Regions from separate parts of the Gossypium hirsutum genome. Here region 1 is linked to region 2. Evidence: chromatin contacts called from public Hi-C data. All regions are on one chromosome and are shown on one strand. The core of a region is the stretch at or near the end of the contact, and the rest is flanking DNA. Distances in the headings are between cores, read along the strand shown. Region 1 holds the start of LOC107921752 (proline-rich receptor-like protein kinase PERK2). Region 2 has its middle 26 kb from the start of LOC121214167.

What was found. Hi-C and Micro-C count contacts between places; a contact is called where the count stands out from the background.
Region 1: a contact with region 2 is called in a Hi-C map of leaf, with 2.1 times the contacts expected there. The contact joins the promoter of LOC107921752 here to the enhancer-like site in region 2. A contact is called at or near these places in 5 of 34 Hi-C or Micro-C datasets (anther, hypocotyl, leaf and 1 more).

The regions. Positions count from the first base shown.
Region 1 is chrD01:48,255,427-48,260,148 of Gossypium_hirsutum_v2.1, forward strand. It overlaps LOC107921752 (proline-rich receptor-like protein kinase PERK2), which reads right to left and starts at 1,601. Exons shown (of 1, transcript XM_016851568.2): 1 at 681-1,601. The coding sequence starts at 1,298. The coding sequence ends at 864.
Region 2 is chrD01:48,086,046-48,090,424 of Gossypium_hirsutum_v2.1, forward strand. No RefSeq gene overlaps it. Among protein-coding and RNA genes, the nearest start is that of LOC121214167, 26 kb to the left of the region's middle. Within about 2 kb of position 2,771, at least 3 of the 9 cell types and tissues checked have an H3K27ac peak or open chromatin away from gene starts, as enhancers often do. A contact at or near this core is called in hypocotyl and leaf, where this site is marked.

The DNA of each region.
Region 1 (4,722 bases), core at 351-2,850, 170 kb after region 2:
CATAAATATATTAAATTAAGATTACTAAATAAATATAGTTATTTATTATAGATTATCGGACTAGATCTATTGATAATTTTTTATGTATACAAAATTAAATTAAATTATTCCCTCCAAAACAAATGAAATTTAAAAAAACCATCAAACAATACAAACTTCAAAGGTAAGTAAGGGTGGGTTTGAATTGCGATTGGGTGCGGTGCGGTGCGTTTAGCTTACTTTTTCTCTCACGTTACAGTATCACTATAGTATCTAATCTTACCACCACCGCTGTTTTTACACTAACCACAAGTAAACACACCGCTTATCCAAACTCACCCTAAATGCTTGATTTTGATAGTGAAAAATGGCTGCAAAATAGAATAGAAGTAGGAGTCCATGAAATAAGAGCAGTTGGCTACCACAGGCCTCATGTGTCCAACTAAACACCAACGTAAGAGCGTCGTCACCGCCCAACTAACACTGGGCCTAAATTGGTTCCTTTTTTTCCTCTTAATTTATTTCTGAACGGCAACCGCTGCCTGCTGGACTGCTTTGCTCGGAATCCCATCACCTATTCAAATCTCACTAATAATCTCGTTTCTCTTATAAAAAAACTATTAATCAACCAAACTTAAATATACTAAGTAAGAAGACGTTTATCGAACCAGAAAAATGAACAGCCATTCAAAATCAGGTAATTTATAGGTAAAGCTAATTTTCCGAACTTTTATCATTGAACAATATCATGAAACAGCAAGTTCAATAACTATTGTAGGTCCTAAAACTTTCTGTTTGGACAAAATTATATTCTTGTCCTAAGAAAAGGAATTTGTACTTACTATATCCAACTTGTTGTACAAGATCCTAGGACCTTACAAACTTTAAAAAGCGAACAGGAGAGATAATCCACAAACCAGACCCAATAACCCCACAGCGACATTCCGGTTTGCACCGCCGAAATTTTGGTCAATCGAGTACAAATTCCCTGGTGAACCGGGTATGTATATAAAGGATGGTGGACTAGGCGGTATTGGCGGTGGTGGACAGTATTGGGTTGGCGGCTTTTTTGGTGTAGGTGGAGGCAGTGCTGGGGGTGATGGTGGTGGAGGGCATGGTGGCGGCAGTGAGGGTGGTGGAGGACTTTGTATACATGATGGGGTACACTTGACGCCTTGACCACCTGGAACAGTGCTGTCATCAAGCCTCCTTGATTCCATCCCGTTGATGGGATATACAAAGATGGTGATGGCAAAGAAAATGGTTAGTGATGATAGAATTTGGTGAGGATTGATCCAACGGTGTGTTTTCATCGACATGCTGCCAAATCCTGCTGATGGAACTCCCAAAGCTTTTAGCTAAAATGAATGAAGAGGATCGATCTTTTTAATTTGTGGAAGATGTGGTGGAAATAAAGAAAAAGTTTGGAAGAACTAGCGGTGATGTTACGTAATTTGGTACATCAAAGACTTTGAAAGACTAAAAAGTGAAATTGATTTTGATGAAATTGGGCTCTACGAAAGAATGAGTTTTAGAGGGCTATCGAGACGTGTTTTTAAGGGCACTTTTCTGTTTTTTAATCTTTTTTGTTTTCCAGTAAAGGAGTCTCGTTGCCTTGTTTCACAAGGGAATCCCGTTGCATGTGGAAATTATGCATGATCCAAAAATGAAGGGACCCATTATATACACTTTCCCCGGTCATCATTAATTTCTAAATAGTGTATAAACCTATGTATTTCAATAATTAATTGGTATTTATTAATACGAAATCTTGCATAATTAATGTATATCATATCATATTTTTCTTTATTTTGTATTTAATTTATTAGCACGATATCATATTATAGCATGTCTTTTTTTTATTTGTGCATCTAATTTTTATTATAAATAGGCTATATAACTTAATGTAAATTAAGAAGTAATAATTATCTTTTACACATAAATTCATTTCTCTTTTTTTTCTTTAAGTTTTTGCAACAGTATTGTCTTTTTAAATAAGGATATATGATTGATTTGAGTTGTTGAAGGGAGTTTTAGTGAATTCAAGTTTAAATCACATATTTATTTTATATTTAAATCATAATGTCAGACAAACGAAAATGAAAGGTTTACTCAAATAGTGAAGGTGGTGAGTGCTCCTTTCATCAGCAAACAATGTACAAATTCCATGGGCAGATGATGGACTTTGTGGTCACTCACAGTCCCAATTCAAGGGTGGGAACCGGGGGAAGGGTTAATATCTTGGACTCTTGCGCACCGTTTTTGGTCACTACTTTATCTCAGGATTCTGTTCCTTTTTCTCTAATTATCACTTTCGTCCAACTTCTTCTCGTGTAATTAAAAGAAAAATTACATGTTTTTCCTCCTAATCTTCACAATTTCCCTTTCTACTTCATCTGTTGTGGCTTGTAATTTTCATCATTTTTGGTACTTCTTGGAGTTTCTTTTAGAAAAGTTTTCTATTGTTGGTAAAATATGAAGAATATGTTAAAGATAATGCCTGGGTTAAAGAGGTTTTGAGGTGTTGTCAGTAATGGCGCAATATGACATTTTACCGATAAAAGGCCCAACAGAAGAAAAGGAAACTGGGATAAAAGCAAGATATGATCATAAATGACTTAAATTTATAAGAGTGCATCGAAACCCCAAAAAAATGTTGGATCTTTAGTGACAAAAGGATGAACATCCCATCCAAATGAATGAAGCATAAAATCAACTACTTGAAATGCAAGATATTATAAAACCCATAGTAATTAATAAAAAAGGTTCATCATATAAAACTATTGGGTAAACTACTAAAGTAATCACTTTTGTTTGCTTTAGTTACATTTTAGTCACTTATGCTTGAAATGTTACATTTTAGTCACTTAGATTATCGATTTGTAACATTTAGTCACTGAGCTATTAATTGTCATTAATGGTGTAATGGTAAGCTGATGTGGCATGTTTAATCATCATCTCAAACAAAAATTTTAGGTTAAATTATACAATTGGACTCTATATTTTTTTCGCTTTGAGCAATTTAACTTTTTTTCTTTATTTTTTCCATTCTCTTATACTTCTCCCTCTGTTTTCTCCATTCTCTATTTCTTTTAACGTAGTATTTCTATGTTTTCCATTTCCTTTAACATAACTTTTTTATGCTTTTGAAACAAGAAAAGGCGGAAGTTGAAACCAAAATAAAACTTGCCTCGCACATTCTCACCATCATCATCCACTACCACTTTGACAATCCAATTTGGATCTTTCAATGTCCTAGTCCACAAGCTTACCTCACTCGAAGACCTCGCCAGTCTTGACTTATGGCGGTCCACCCTCACAAAGGTTTCTCGAGCCCATTCTTTCAACCTTCTAACTAACCCTATGACCACCTTATCTACCTTACCTACAACATTTTCACCCTCTCGAGTCTATGTTGTTCACGGATTCTTCAAACTAACTCAACACTCTGAATGACTAAAACAACCACTATATGAAACTTATCCGCAACTTTACCCAAACCGGTTTGGTTTAATGCTCCCTTTCTCTCTTCAGTTCATCCATGCTCAGGTTCCAATCAAGCTTGCTTGGGAAAGTCCAAGATGGTTTAGATCAATTTATCGTTTGCTTAATTTTATTCATCAGAAAAAAAAGAAAAAAAAAGGAATAATCTACAAAATCCTATCAAATTTTGGAAAATGAAAAAATTGTTTTGAATATAAAGAATTCAATTTATGTTTAGATTTGATTAAGGATATGTTTTTTTAGTATTGGTTAGTTTTATCTAGTTTTAGTTTCAAAATTAGGTTATATTCAAATCGAGATTTGATTAAGAATGATTGATATTCAGTTTTGATTGAAATTCAATTTAGGAATCAAGTGAAAGAAACAATGACTGATTTACTTAGTGGGTAAAGTTATGTTTCTTTAGTGAAGAATATGATAAGAGAGAAAAATAAAGGGGAAGAAGAAGAGAAGTAAAATAAAGAAATTAAAAGAAAAAAGTTAAATTTTTCAAAAAAATAAAAGTACAGGGACTAGTTGTGTAATTTGTCCTAAAATTTTAGTCTGATATGATGAAATAACGGGCCACGTCAGATTGTTGTTACATCATTAACAACAGCTAACAACTTAGTGACCATTTTGTAATAAAATGATAACTTAAGTGACTAAAACATAACATGTCAAAACTAAGTGACTAAAACATAACATGTCAAAACTAAGTGACTAAAATGTAACCTAAGGCAAATAAAAGTGACTATTTTGATAGTTTACCCAAAACTATTTCATTCGTAACAATCAAATTGACAATAGATTCGTTGTTGCTAATAGTTTTGTTTCAACTTGAAACCTAACCGATGTAAAAATGGTGGAATAATTAGGAATAAAATGGAGCAAAAGAAGAAGGTGAAGAAAAAGTGGGAGGGGACAAAAATGTTTGAAAAAAAGAAGTGGAAGATGAGTGAATAAGAAGAGACAGCGGACATTTGTTAGAGAAGAAAAGGCCATCGTCTCGTTTCTTAAAGCATAAGCGGCATCTTCCACCACCTGCTTTTTCTCTCTTCCCTTGTCCTCCAATCCCAACCATTAATGAAATGCTTTTAGATCCTTCCCCTACAGTTTATACCACATTAAAAATTGTTATTCTCATTATTTCAAACCCACCACTAAATTAAATTTTAACTAACACTGATTTTCATAATTCCTTTTACTCACACTAGTCATTTTTTATTCTCTTCTTCTAAAAAGAAATATACATGAGTT
Region 2 (4,379 bases), core at 1,521-4,020:
CTAAGTCTATTAAAAAAGGATAACCAATTTGAAATTGTCATGTGAGAAAAAGGCAAAAAGTGTTATTTGGTTCAATCGGTTAGTCCACTAGTTCTCAGTTTGATTAGTTTGTTTGGTTCGATCAAATAAATTATAAAAACCCATAAAATAAAATAAAAAACTAGAGAAACTTGGTTCAACTGCTTTCTTTAGCTTGATTCAACTAGTCTATATCAGTTCATGGATCAATTAGTTCAACCCCATCTTCGGACCAGTACCACGACATCCTAAACCAACCAATTCGATAGGCCAGTCTGGCCCAATTTTGAAAACATTAGTTTTAATCGATGAAAGAACTTTTTTGAACCTGTTAGGTTGAGCAAGCAAGAGGTGAAGTTTAAAAATCAGGATTAATTTTCAATGTCTTTGCCCTAGGAAGGCGAATTTCAAGCATTGCTGGCATTGGTAAACATTATAAAGGAAAAAGAAAGAATAAAAAGGAAAACTAGAAAAAAAGGGTAAAATATGTCATAAGTCCCTGTACTATTCATAAATTTAGAATTTAGTCAATTTACTTTTAGTTTTAAGGAATTTAGTCAATATACTTTTCATATTTCAAAATTTAGATCCAACTGTTATCACTATTAAATTTATTTTATTAAATCAGATTCAGTACAATACCAATCTTTAGTTACACAGCTACTATGTGAGTATTGTTTTTATTTCAAAATGTCAAATAAACAAATTTAAAAAAATAAATTTTAGTAATGTTAACAATTAGACCTGTATTTTTTAAATATGAAAAGTAAAGAGATTAAACTCCAAATTATTAAAGAATATGGTGATTTATGACATATTTTTAAAAAAAATAGAGAGAGAGAGAGAGAGAGAGAGAGAGAGAGAGATTTCAAATTTTATATGTTAGTCACGGTCTATTATTGGTTGGAATTTTTTCTTATTAGATTTAACATTTTGGTGTAAAACGGTTAAAGGGAGAATAATTTAGGAAACACTTATGGCAAAAAAAGGGGATAAAACCATGACCAACTTGGTCGAGGGTTCAGTCATTGCCCATGAGAATTGAACACATTTCATGGTCAATCGTTTACCTCTTCAGAGAGCACATGCGATGAGATGATTAGCCATTGCTACCGACGGTGGATTTCCAATTTTCAATCAAAACAAAAAAGGAGGGAGGCTAGGTACCAACTTGGGAAAAGGATATAGTCCCATTTAGGGTTAAGCCTTTACAAAAAGTAAGTTGATAATTTCACTAATGGTTGGACTAATTGAGATACTAACTTGAGAAAAAAAGAATAAGTACCAAATAAAATATGAGAATAACTTATATTAGGATGATCCTAAAATATATAGTTTTTAGGTACCAATAAAATAATTTCACAATATCAACTTTTAAAGATATACAAATATTATTCTATACTCAATCACATACAATATCATCTCTAATTTAATTTTGCTTTAATTAAAATAATTAAAATTTAGGGAGAAAATGTTGAAACTAAATGCTGAAAAAACATAACAAAAAATAAATAAAATTTTAAAATGATTAAATCAATAATTAAAAATTAAAAAACGATAAAACCACAATCACAAATTTAAAAAAAAAACTAAAATCAACCATTAAAAATATAGAAAAAAATAAAAATTTGAAAAAATATAACCACCTTTTATCAAATTCTGAAATTTGATTAAAAATTAAAGAAATTGAAACTGAAATTGAAAAGTTACCTACCTTGAAATTAAAAGAATTAAAAAAATTGACCGCATACAAATAAAACACAATTTGAAAGCAAAGAAATAAAAGACGATTAAATTTAAAAAGAGAACTAAAATAATTTAAAAATTATAATAAAGAAAACATGTTTGTTAATTTATTAAAATTTTTAACTTGTTAAGTAATTTAATTAAAATTAAATTAAGTTAGAAAAGATATTAAATATGGATGATTGTATAATAAAACTGGTATATTTTTAAAAATTGATAATGCGACATTTTATTATTAATACTTAAAAGTTATATATTTTAAAATCATCCTAATTATATAATTTATTCTCATAAAACATATACATATATAATTTAAATTCTATAAGCATTTTCCAGAAACGAACCATATAATCATCTCCTATGTTTCTCCAATATTAACTTTCTTTTTTTAGTCTTGCTCATTACCATTCAACTTAGATTTGCTTAGAAAGTAATTATTTTCGAGTGAAATAAAAATATTCCACAGTCAGGTTAAGAACGTTATTTTATTATTTTTTATCTTTTAAATTAAATAAAAAAACATTTGAAAATATCCTAATTTGCTTATAAAATTTTTTATTATATTTATTTTTTTAGAATAAAATTTTCTTATATTGATAATGAATAAGATAATGGTTAAAAAAAAGTGATTATCTGAATAACGACAACTAACAATACGCATGCGATCCTAAAAATCCTGCTAAATTTCCTCATTTATGAGAGTTGATGCAAATACATTCATGTGAACATAGAAATCTTCAGACATTAAATTTATATTAATGATGTTATTACATTATTTTAGAGTAGACAAATCTAAGAAACTTTGACAAAATTAAGCTATTTTATTTTGCAAAAGTTTCAAAGACATCAAAATTGTATTACAACACAACTAAAATAAAAATAAAAAATTCACGTCTATATGCAGCACATGCACGTGAATCCAATAAAATAGACAGCCCCCAAACCAAATAAACGTCATCATATAATTATAAAAAAAATAAATAAATGCATTATTAGGTGGTTATGAAACATGTGGTGCTGTCCTCGTGTGCGTGGCTTCATTCTACAGCATACGATGGGGCCAATATATACGCCATACCAGAGTTATCAAGATTTAAGCAAACATAATACCCAAAAGAAAACAATTATTCCAAAATATTCATAAATCCAGTTTATTGAATCATATTTTAACCCTTCAACGGCTCCAATTACTACCCTTTCTCCATTTTATATGATATATTATTGTTATTGCTCTTGATAGTGGCGTTGATGCAAAGTTTGTTTGCTCCCATTGATGAATCAGTGACTCCAAGGGGGTAGGGGTTTGGTCCTTGGATAAAATGGTGAATTTATGTTTTGAGTCCCTCGTAAAAATCAGCAATTTAATTTATATTATTATCTCTGACTTAGCCCATGCATTGATGAATAAAGTAGTGGAGAAAGTGGGAATAGGAGAAGCGGGGGCAATTAAGCCGTGGCTCGGACGGGAATGAATAGAAGGCAACAAAAAGGTAATAAAGACATCAGAGAGGGAGAGATGGTAGATGTAGGGTGAACCACGGACATGAGTCGCACCAGGGACCATTCCAGGGATTAGACTTTTGAGAAATGAAAAAGTGCCCCAATCCTTCCTTTTGGCATACCAACCCATCACATTTCACATTTTTAATATCAATCTTTTGGGACGCATCTTCTCAAGTAACCCATGCCCTTGTCCTTTCTTTTTTGCACTCTTCTTTCTCTTTTTTCTTCCCCATCACCCTTTTCTGCTCAACTTGGTTCAAACGCACACAAACGGCTACATCTACTATCTTTGATAAAGCTAAGTGTGGGTCTCTTTTTTTTTGTGTGTGTGCTTTCAAACTCAAAGCTGGACCACTTTGATGAAACATGATTCATCGGTGGGGAAACACTTTTTTTTAGAATAGGTTCACAAAGTCAGCCAGTCCATGTGGTTGGAACACTAGTTTATGTCCACAACTGGATAAGATCCTTTTATTCCTTCATTCAAAACTACCTGGTAATGTGTTAAAGTTAAAGGAATTGCCATTTCAAGTTTAAAAAAAAAAAAGGTAATTGCATTAAAAGAGCTTACAAATTATTAACTATCAAGACACCACGTAAGGACGGTCAAAATTGAGCCCATGGACATGGGGCTGCAAAAATGGTTCAAGCTTATATTTGGGCCTAAGTTTTGGGCAATTGAAATTACTGTCTTACTCTTATTAGATGGCAATGGAGTGGGATGAAACAATTCCTATGACCAAATTTTTAGCACTCAGCTGTAGTACTTATTCCACCTTGAAATTTTACAAAAATGTTATACTATATTGATTTAAAAAACTGAATATAAATATATTCTAAAGTTTTATAGAATTAAGAAATTGTTATAAAAATATTTATAAAATTAAAATATAAGTTCTATGTTCTTATAAAATTAATAGTAAAAAAATTAATTTTAATTATAAAATTAAAATAAGTCATTTTAATAAATATATCGAGCCTAGACAAAAAAAGTTTCTCAATCTCCACCTTGAAATCTAATTTTGAGAAGAAAGAAAAAAACACCTACCCTTATGACATAGAAACAGGTTAAAACTCGACAGTTTCGTTTTCTTTTTCATTCCTATTCATTG